2 separate regions of the Zea mays genome follow, and region 1 is linked to region 2. Evidence: chromatin contacts called from public Hi-C data. All regions are on one chromosome and are shown on one strand. The core of a region is the stretch at or near the end of the contact, and the rest is flanking DNA. Distances in the headings are between cores, read along the strand shown.

Region 1 (2,700 bases), core at 159-2,658, 250 kb before region 2:
GACTCTGTGGCATGAAAACAAACATAATGATGGCTCCCGAGGGATCTCGAAATTGGAATTAACTTGGTAGGCAGATATAGAATGACAAAGTGGCAAAGTAAAGCTTATGACAGAAATGAGATCATGATGAGAAGATATTATTTCCATGTCGTGGTACAGTTTGAGTTTATACTCTTCAGTAGTACAGGCATCTTCACAGCACTACGAATTTACTGTTTTGCTGCAATTAATATAGATAAGACTTTCCCAGGCTATTCAATTCAATAAAGATTACGAGCCAGTATGGTCTGTGTGAAGGGTAGTTGGTTGGAATTTTCAGTACACATCAATGAAGCAGGCCCTAAAAATTATGGCAGTGGTTCACCATCCATGGCAGAAGCACAAGAGCTGCAATTACACAATGGCCCACTGTATAAATGTACAGTGGTAGTAAGAGCAAGTATAATAGATGATTGTAAGCCGGCTAAATACTGACATGGAAGAGAGAGGAGGATAGAGTGTAGAAGTGGGCTACAAACTACCAGCCAGCTTTATAAAGGGAACCAAGAAATTTGAGAATTGAGAGACAAATGGACCATATATTAGTTGTAAAGGGCCAACCTTTATATATCGGCTACAAGATAAGCTGCAAAGATCCTTATAGTTGTAGCGGACAGTTAGCTATATTATTAAACCTGCTCTAAATGGGACCTTACGTGTAATTAGAGTAAAAACGGCAATCAGGAAACAAAGCTACTAGTAGTGGTGGGTGTGGTACGGTGTAAACAAACAACAGAGGACGCTGCTGTATTTTTCCCTAAGAAGGAGCAGTCCCCCCCCCCCCCCCCCCCCCCCCAAAAAAAAAAAAAACGAGTGAGTTATCCAATTCTGTTTCATCCCACGGTCGAAATCGGCAAGAGGGAACCAGATAAAATTCCGCAGCATCCCGAGCAAGTCGATGAATCGAGCACCGTCGCGCACGCACCGTCGCCATCCAGAAGCAAGCAGACGCTAAACCCCCACCAACCACCGCGAAGTCGCAGTCCTAAAGTCCGGAGCTCGCCGGGGCGGCGTCAATCCAGTGAAACAAAACACGAATTAACCTAGCCGCGCGGCACAGACTCGACGATCCCACCACCAACCCGTCCCAAGCCAAAACATCCCGAGTGTAAAAATTCAAGCGCGCCCCGTGGATTCAAGCCTTGGGCACTGACCTAGCGCCGAGATCTTCGCCCGGAGTTGCCCCAGCTCGGCCCTGAGCGCCGCGGTCTCCACCTCCCCGAGCGCCGCCTCCACCGCGCCGGCCACCGCGTCCGCCGCCAGCAGGGGCTCCTGCTCCTCGGCGGTCGCACCGGCGACGGCGATCAGCAGCGCCACCGCCATCGCCATCACAAGGGGCCTCGAGATCCCCATCCCCGCGAGCCCCTCGCCGACCACCACCTCCTCCTCGGCGAGGCTAATCCAATCCTTGGTTCCAACGACGCGCAGCACGCGGGGGGTGGGGGGTGGGGCGTGGGGGTTGGCGAACTTGTGCGCGCCCGCGCTCGTGTTTGTCGTTCGGAGACTCGCGCTCGGGCGCAGATCTTTTTTTCTACGACGCCGCGCTGGGGCGGAGGCACGTGGTCACGGGGCGGGGACGCACGTGGCGGAAAGCTATTGGGTACGCGTACGGGCATAGATTCACTGTGCCGTGGACCCGTGGGCGCCTCGAGCCCTCGACGCTGTCAGTGTCAGGTGGCGTGCCGTTATCGGCGACGACATTGAGGTGATTGTTTTCGTGGCAGTGACGATCGGGGACGGTGTCCTGGGCGGTCGATCCATCGGTTCCATGTATTCCGTGGAGAAAAGTACGATTATAAATTATACTTCCTTCGTTTCGATTTATATCAATTTATAGTTTGATTGACTCCTTTACCCTAAATTTAGCCGACTCATCCTATTCAAAACATTTTTTAATTAATATTATTTTTTACTATGATATCATTTAGATATAATATAATTTAAATATAGCTTTAAATTTTTATTTTTCGAAAAATAAATAAAACAGTAAAACGAGTCAATCAAACTTGATATAAAAAATCAAACGAATTATAATTTGGGACGAATGAAATATAAGACTGGTACAAGGATGATTAAATTAAAATTATTTCAAAAATTCAATAACTTGTTGAATCGCTCCACCATGGATAACATAAAAGGGGCCTTTAAAAAGATGATAAAGCAATTAAAATATCTCTACTACTTATTAAGGCGGTAAGGGTACCCTGTCGTTCTGCCTTTTTTCATTTCCTGTTTTGCCCCCATCCCTGTCCGGCAGTAAAAAATGAAATCTGTAAGAATTATAAATCGAACTCAAGACCTGCTACTAGATTAGAGACACAATATCCACCACACCACGTCTTATTTTGTTGTTATAGTAGAAGATATGAGAGTTATTAAAAGTAAGGTATGGCTGATGCCACACTAAGCCATAATGGCTCCTCCGTCGTTGCTGTCCGGCAAACCATCACATTCTGTGACGCGGGACGTCGACCAACTCCTGACTTGGGGCACTCCGGTCCCATGTGACAAAATCCCCCAATCCTATCGTGCAAGCCATCACACACTCCGGACGTTGGGCCCACATTGCAGACTACAGGCGCCCACGTGACAGTCACCCTTAGTTTTGCACACACCGGACCCACGTCTGCTCGTGCAAAAAGTTGCCTCAATTTGACACCG
Region 2 (2,769 bases), core at 180-2,679:
ACGCTTAAGTGCCAACGGTAATAAGTTTAAATATACCAATACTTTCTAGTGCGGTATTTGATTACAATTAAACTTAAATAAATATAATTTAACATTATCAGTTATCCATCATTTTACAAATATGCGAACCAAACACCATCTAATATAGATGCGACATGAAATGGGGATATGAAGTGAAGCTTTGATAATTGTGGTCAAAAGCGTGGTTTTAAGACATGTGAGAGAGACCATAACTGAGGTCAAAAACGTGGAGGACTATACAGAGACTTGTACTCTCTCTCTTTTGAAACAAATGCTGCGGCAACTACCCGTTTTGACTAGCATTTAAAGAACAGTTTGGAATGCAGTTTTTTTTTGGGTCTAAATTTAACGGGAACCTATGCCGGACCTGCTATGCATATCATGTACTCCAAATCTCTCTAAACCACCCTCATCTAATCTAATCTAGGGCATGCTTGTTTTAGTTTTTTTACTAGCCTTTCTGAGAATCTAGTCGTAAGAATAATTTGGCTGTATAGCAGATCTAAGTACGTACGTATGAAGGGTCCGTACGATTTAGAATCTTAGAAGTGATAGATTTTATCGTGACATTTCGATCGATTGTGTGCTTACATTGATTTTAAATAGTTTTTTTTTCAAAACGATCCTATAAAACAGGTAAAAAATTAGACGTTTAAGAGTCCATAGAATCAGAAAAAAGTTGAAACAAACGGAACTAGACCTAATCTAACGCTCTAACGCTGCCGATGTGGGAGATTGTACTATGGCAGATATGCCACGGAGTCACGGACTGCCCATGCCACATGCAACTTATTCACGCAGTGCTATATACAGCTAACCTACAGCTAACCCCTTATTATTGTGCATCCACCTTTCAAAAAAAATACAGTATATTTTTTCTTTGTGTATTCTTGGCGAACGCATGGAAACTTAATGATTTCATATGAGGAGCTGTAATGTTTTGATCACTCGTACCGGTATGTATGTATTTCGAATCCACCAATTTAAACGAAAAAATGTTTGTTATGACAATCCAAAGATAGTGGATATAAAACACGTTTGTCGACCGCCCTGCACGCAGACTTTCTAGTCGAAATACACACATGTCGCTGGGCCGGTGTCGGAAAGTTTGGTTGCCATTTGCCAATGGCTCGTACTACCGAGATATTGGTTTCATTTCCTCCGATGCTTACCGGGCCTCCATTAGCCCCTTCTGTTTGTCTATCTGGGCCTCGTCACCTCCGATGCGGCCCAGAGCCACCCATGCAGATGCAGCGGGTCCCACTGCAGGGACACCAGCGACGGAGACACGCGTCGTACGCGGTCTCCGATGCACTCCACACTCCCCCCTTCCCTCACAACTCGTGCCCTTCGTGCTTCTATTCTATACCTGAGTGACCACCCGCTAACCACAGTCACCACCGCTAACCACAGTCCACAGCCCAAAGCGGCGGTCGCTCCCCCGCTTAAACCCTCGAGCCCGCTTAAACACCGACGAGGCGAACGGACCAGAGTCGGCGAGCCCCCAGGAGCCGACTCCGCCTCCGGCTCTGACCAGTCTTTAGACCCCCCCCCTGTCCCAGGCGACGACGAAACCAGCAGCGCTGCGCAGCGCCGACCACTCCGGGAACCTCACGATCCAGGGGAGATGCTGGTCGCCGCCGCCGCCTCGCCGTCGCAGCCGTGAACCGGTTTCCCCAGGGCGGAGGGACTTGGGCTCAGATTCGGCGGATCTTGGGCTGGTCTCGTGCATTCGAGCCGCTGCAGGCGTCTGGGTAACCGCTTCTCTCGAGGTATTTCGGCCGCCGAGCACGGGCGCGAGCCCGCGATTTCTTAGGGTTTCTTTTATCCGTCCGCTCCCTGATTCCTGTGCTGTTTGCAGGAAAAGGAAACCAAAGCTGCTCGGCCAACTTTGGGATCAAGGATCGGCGAAAAGGAAAAGAAAAAAGGAGGGATCTTTTTGGGAGGGTCTGTTTGAGCCTTCGGGGTTACCATAGCCTCGGGCAACACCGTGCTAATGGATTTCTTCAAGATTAAGAAGCTCGCGAAGGGGAAGAAGAGCGCCGGGGGTGGGGGAGAGGCAGTTGAATCCGACGACGACAGCGCCGGGGGTTTGACCCCCCGGGGCCTGGAGGAGCTGAAGCCGGGCATTGGGGAGAGGACCAATGCCGAGGCGGCGGCAGAGGGTACAGGCGCGGGCAATGGGGTGGTTGAAGAAGAGGAGGAGGAGGACTATGAGGACGACGATGATTTCATCACCAATGAGGTGAAGCGGAGGCTCAAGGAGCTCAGGAAGAACAGCTTCATGGTGCTCATCCCTGAGGAGGAGTGTGCCGAGGTCGAGGATGACAGCGGGGAGGAGGAAGGGGGCAGCCCCAGGGAGTGGCTGGAGACGGGCGTTGGCGATGGCTTCCCGCTGTGTGGGTTTGATTCACTGTATGATAAGTACTGCGAGAGGATGCTGGTGTTTCATAAGATGATCGCGCAGCTCATGAAGGATCCAGGTAAAAGATGTATCATGCAGCTGACTATGGATCATGGATGTTCTCCTATATGCTTGGTTGTAGCTTCTCACATGCAGTTGGTTGTAATGTGATGCCGTGTGATTATGCATGTACCTAGTCTGATGCTATAATTTAGCATGTTTGTCTTGGATACTTCTTAGTTATCAAGGCCCAGTTGTTGCTATTCTACTGTTATAGATTATAGTCAACATGGCGACTTGCTAGCATTTTATATGGTCCCTACTGTAAAGAGGCTTAATGATGA

The links. Hi-C and Micro-C count contacts between places; a contact is called where the count stands out from the background.
Region 1: a contact with region 2 is called in a Hi-C map of ear, with 8 times the contacts expected there. The contact joins the promoter of LOC100273319 here to the promoter of LOC100276101 in region 2. A contact is called at or near these places in 12 of 25 Hi-C or Micro-C datasets (bundle sheath, ear, endosperm and 5 more) and 1 of 3 datasets of contacts at active chromatin or transcription factors (leaf).

What each region holds. Positions count from the first base shown.
Region 1 is chr1:195,234,563-195,237,262 of Zm-B73-REFERENCE-NAM-5.0, reverse strand. LOC100273319 (myosin heavy chain-related) reads right to left here and starts at 1,408. Exons shown (of 14, transcript NM_001147760.1): 1 at 1,194-1,408; 2 at 1-4. The coding sequence starts at 1,392.
Region 2 is chr1:194,981,320-194,984,088 of Zm-B73-REFERENCE-NAM-5.0, reverse strand. It overlaps LOC100276101, which reads left to right and starts at 1,429. Exons shown (of 5, transcript NM_001374096.1): 1 at 1,429-1,793; 2 at 1,883-2,504. The coding sequence starts at 2,018.